Regions from separate parts of the Rattus norvegicus genome. Here region 2 is linked to region 1. Evidence: chromatin contacts called from public Hi-C data. All regions are on one chromosome and are shown on one strand. Each heading gives the region's core, a stretch centred on a gene start, on an enhancer-like site or on the middle of the called end of the contact. The rest is flanking DNA. Distances are from core to core; before and after follow the strand shown.

Region 1 (2,609 bases), core at 49-2,548:
GTAAATCATACAGAGAGTTCTGAGGCCCTCGGTCTCAGGTTACTCTCATAAGCATTCCCCCAGAGCTGCCTTAGAGCTCTCCAAAACCCCCAGAGCCTCTTGGGCATCCCAGGCTCCCAGCAGTGTGCCCGGGAGGGGTGGCAGGCTCGTGAGTGCCGCGCAACCCCCAGCTCTGGGCCCTCTCCTCCGAGGGTCTGCACTTCCTCCCGCCACAAGTCCGCCCCTCGGCCGACTCCGGTTTCTCCCTCCGGGCGGCCCCCCTTTTTGTAACTGGGGGAGGGAGAGGGGATTATGGCTTCACATGGTCGGCTGGGGTATGGGAAGAAAAAAACGGTCCTTAGTCGCACCCTTTCCTCGCTCCACACTGATGCTAACTAAAATCCTCCCGCTCTAGCCAGCCAGGCAAGGCTAACGTGACTCTGGGTCACGTCTCTCCGCCCTGGCACTGTGCTATTCTCAGCTTCTCGCCAAAGCCTTCAGCGAATGCCCCCTTTTGCTCGGGAATGTGTATTTTAGGGTACATGGAAGAGGAACCAATCTTTCAAGCAAGTTGCCTTTCTGGTGCGTTTTTCTCCCCTGAGCAAATTCTGGGTAAAAGTTTTTCCTAACTTTTCTCTCAGTTCTCCGCCCCTCCCCTCAGGAATCCGCCCAGAGCGCTTCAGGCACCGCCTTCCTCGTTCCCTCGGCCTCCCCTTCCGACTTCCACCCAATCGGAAGGCGTCTACAGAGAAAACAAAGCGCTCTATTGGACGTCCAGAGGGCTCGGGCCCGCCCCCGGAGTGGTTTGTGAATGGGGGGAGGGGAGGGGGCGGGGCGGCCCAGAGCCCTGCGAGCCCGACGCTTCTTCTAGCCACCAGTGCAGCTCCCAGGCGTTACTCTGCACTCCTTCCCTAGCGGGCGGTGGCGGACGCCGGGAGTTGCGGGCTGGGACTGTGCGGGGCAGCAGAGGCCGGGTGCAGGCCGACTGCGGGTGAAGGGGCTTCGGATTCCGCGCTACTACGTTTCCAAAGCGAGCTTGTCTAGCTCTTACCTCCCGAGCACCGATCGGACTCAAAGCAAGAACGAGCCCTTTGACTTGAAACTTGGGGCCGACCTTCCTAGGACTGAAGGAGGCTCCAGAATCAGAGGAGGCGGCAGCGGTGGCCCGCGGGGCCTCAAGGAGAGAAGGTGGAGCAGCACCCAGGCGACGACCAGAGCGAGCAAGCGGGGACGCTGGGCGCTGGCCTGGCGGAGGCCCGGCTTGGTGTAGGGGACGTGCGTATCGGCGTGCGCCCGGGGCTCGAGAAACTTGGGCAAACTTTGAAGGGTAACCGGAGACGCTTGTTGCTCGTCGCCGCAGAGAAAGCCGCACCGTTACGTCTCGGCGGGGAGGGTAAGGCGACACCCCCCTCGGTCCCCCCACTCCAGGCCCAGGAGTTTGAACCCCTGGAGGCCGCGTGAGTGCCACGCGGAGGCGGCTGCGGCGCCCCCTCGGCTGGCGGCCTCGCCCCCGCTGTGCAGGCACCCTAGCACCCTCGGCTCCGCGCCGCCCACGGCCCGGCCCCGGCGCCGGGAGGACTCTCATGCGCCGGGCGCGGCGGCGCCTCCCTGCATCCAAGCCGCTCCCCAGCGCCCCGTCTTTTTCCTCCAGCTGAGAACGCCGCTGCACTCTCGGCCGGCGATGCGGGGCCCCGGCACGGAGGCGTCGCACTCGCCCCTGGGCCTCTGTGCCTTGGTGCTTGCTCTTCTGGGCGCGCTGCCCACGGACACCGGAGCTCAACCATACCACGGCGAGAAAGGCATCTCGGTACCGGACCACGGCTTCTGCCAGCCCATCTCCATCCCGTTGTGCACGGATATTGCCTACAACCAGACCATCCTGCCCAACCTGCTGGGCCACACGAACCAAGAGGACGCGGGCCTCGAGGTGCACCAGTTCTACCCTCTGGTAAAGGTGCAGTGTTCTCCCGAGCTGCGCTTCTTCTTATGCTCTATGTACGCACCCGTGTGCACCGTGCTCGACCAAGCCATTCCTCCGTGCCGTTCCTTGTGCGAGCGCGCCCGACAGGGCTGCGAGGCGCTCATGAACAAGTTCGGTTTCCAGTGGCCGGAGCGGCTGCGCTGCGAGAACTTCCCGGTGCACGGCGCCGGCGAGATATGCGTGGGGCAGAACACGTCCGACGGCTCCGGGGGCGCAGGCGGTAGTCCCACCGCCTACCCTACTGCTCCCTACCTGCCAGACCCGCCTTTCACTGCGATGTCCCCCTCAGATGGCAGAGGCCGCTGGTCTTTCCCCTTCTCTTGCCCGCGTCAGCTCAAGGTCCCCCCCTACCTGGGCTACCGTTTCCTAGGCGAGCGTGACTGCGGTGCCCCGTGTGAGCCAGGCCGTGCTAACGGCCTCATGTACTTTAAAGAAGAGGAGAGACGTTTCGCCCGCCTCTGGGTAGGTGTGTGGTCAGTGCTGTGCTGTGCCTCGACGCTCTTCACGGTGCTCACCTACCTAGTGGACATGCGTCGCTTCAGCTATCCAGAGCGACCCATTATCTTCCTGTCGGGCTGCTACTTCATGGTGGCAGTGGCGCACGTGGCGGGCTTCCTGCTAGAGGACCGTGCCGTGTGCGTGGAGCGCT
Region 2 (2,609 bases), core at 43-2,542, 92 kb after region 1:
GTTTCTAGGCAGACTTCTTAGCTGGACCTCCCGGGGGCGTCTCTGGCCTGGAGGCCTTCTCAGGTCCCTAGCAATTGTTGAATGTGCCTATCTCACCCTCCTTCCCAGCCAGAAAGATTTAAAAGGAGAACGTGTAGCATAAACAAAGCCTTAAATCTTATCCTACAAATCTGATAATGGCATCACCAACAGGCATCTTGGGTCTTGGTCTCCTGCATTCAACAGACTTGAAATTTATTATCCCACTCCATAGGTCATAAGCGTCCTGAGTCACATCGTATAAAGTATTTTTAGACATTTTTAAGGAAAGGTCAGCTCACTGCTGTCTCCTTCCTTTTATAGTTACGTTTACCCTGGGAAGAATGTTTTTAATAATCTGGAATTTGCATTTGCACTTTCCATTTATGACCAAAACACAAAACCTTGAAGGTACCAGGGCTGACACCGGGGCTTTCTCTTACTGGTTTCAGCTGGGGCCGGCAAGGCCCTGCCCAAGCTGTTGAAGGCAAAGGCACTCTCAGGTCTGTGTAACAGCAGATATATCTCCTGCCTGACGGTGACCCTGCGGGATAGGAAGGAAATTCTATGACAGCAGTCTGGTGATCAAAGGGTGTGCTCTTGAGAAATGGAGTGTGGAAAAAGGCCCTGAACAGATTTCAAGAGGCTCCTGCCAGCACCTCCAACAGCTTCTGCCCTGGAAACCATTTGGCTACTTCGGAGCCTGCAGGGCCAGTGTTTACCAAGCCCAGACACGCATGCATGCATGAAGGAGGAGCCAGGTGGCCCACCTGTCCTGATAAGGCGGTTCCTTGGAGTTAGGTTTCTATTCTGCTCCCAGATGGATCCCATCAGAGTTCCTCCCACTCCGGAAAAATAAGCACTCTGAAGCAGTAGGAGTAAATGTAATTGTATTTCATTTTTATTTAAAACAGCAATTTGGGAATTAAACATTGTCAACGCAGATTTAAATAGAAGGAGACCTAAAGGCGCGAGTCCCATGGTAAAATCAGACGCTCTCCCCACCTTCTAATGTCTGAGTGTTTGGAGAAGGCAGCAGGGGCTGAGGATGAAATCCATCCAGGCAGGGTTACCTCTGAATAGCCCGGCTATCTAATGAGGAGCGTTATCTCCCACTAAAAGCCAGCGGTTAGATTAATGGGAGCTGGTGGGCAGCCAGGGACTGTGCTTTCTGTATATCTCTATAGTGGCAGACATGTTCATCACAGAAAGGCTGTGTGCGAGTTCAAGCAGCCAGGAAGTAAGCTGAAGTAGTATGAGGTCTTTGGTTGTGCATACCAGCTCCTGAAACAGGAAGAAGGCCCCACCCTCAGCTGACAGCTGTGGCCTGGTTGCACAAGAGCAGATCTCCCCCTTGTCGCTCTAGAAGGGAGGTTTACCACACACCCCACACACCCCTCCACCCCACACACCCCACACACCCCACACACACCTCCACTACACACACCCCTCACACCCCACACACCCCACACACCCTTCCACTCCACACACCCCACACACCCCACACACCCCACACACACCTCCACTCCACACACCCCACACACCCCACACACCCCTCACACCCCTCACACCCCTCCACCCCACACACCACACACACCCCACACACCACACACACCCCACACACCCCTCCACCCCACACACCCCACACACCCCTCACACCCCACACACCCCTCTCACCCCTCACACCCCACACACCCCTCACACCCCACACACCCCACACACCCCACACACCCCTCCACTCCACACACCCCTCACACCCCACACACCCCTCACACCCCTCACACCCCACACACCCCACACACCCCTCACACCCCACACACCCCACACACCCCACACACCCCTCCACCCCACACACCCCACACACCCCTCACACCCCACACACCCCTCCACCCCACACACCCCTCACACCCCTCACACCCCTCCACCCCACACACCCCACACACCCCTCCACCCCACACACCCCACACCCCACACACCCCACACACCCCACACACCCCACACACCCCTCACACCCCACACACCCCTCACACCCCACATACCCCTCCACCCCACACACCCCTCCACCCCACACACCCCACACACCCCACACACCCCACACACCCCTCACACCCCACACACCCCACACACCCCTCACACCCCTCCACCCCACACACCCCACACACCCCTCACACCCCACACACCCCTCACACCCCACACACCCCACACACCCCTCACACCCCACACACCCCTCACACCCCACACACCCCTCCACCCCACACACCCCTCCACCCCACACACCCCACACACCCCACACACCCCACACACCCCACACACTCCACACACCCCTCACACCCCACACACCCCACACACCCCTCACACCCCACACACCCCTCACACCCCACACACCCCTCACACCCCACACACCCCACACACCCCTCCACTCCACACACCCCACACACTCCACACACCCCTCACACCCCTCACACCCCTCACACCCCTCCACTCCACACACCCCTCCACTCCACACACCCCTCACACCCCACACACCCCTCCACTCCACATACCCCTCACACCCCTCACACCCCTCACACCCCACACACCCTACACACCCC

What was found. A called contact is a pair of places that touch in the nucleus more often than the background predicts.
Region 2: a Hi-C map of the A7r5 cell line shows a contact between it and region 1, with 4 times the contacts expected there. The contact joins the enhancer-like site here to the promoter of Fzd7 in region 1. A contact is called at or near these places in 6 of 12 Hi-C or Micro-C datasets (the A7r5 cell line, the Rat2 cell line, kidney and 2 more).

What each region holds. Positions count from the first base shown.
Region 1 is chr9:68,424,240-68,426,848 of GRCr8, forward strand. Fzd7 (frizzled class receptor 7) reads left to right here and starts at 1,299. Exons shown (of 1, transcript NM_001271185.1): 1 at 1,299-2,609. The coding sequence starts at 1,661.
Region 2 is chr9:68,515,824-68,518,432 of GRCr8, forward strand. All of the region lies in intron 11 of Kiaa2012 (KIAA2012 homolog), which reads left to right. Among named protein-coding and RNA genes, the nearest start is that of Kiaa2012, 56 kb to the left of the region's middle. Within about 2 kb of position 1,293, at least 12 of the 93 cell types and tissues checked have an H3K27ac peak or open chromatin away from gene starts, as enhancers often do. A contact at or near this core is called in the A7r5 cell line, where this site is marked.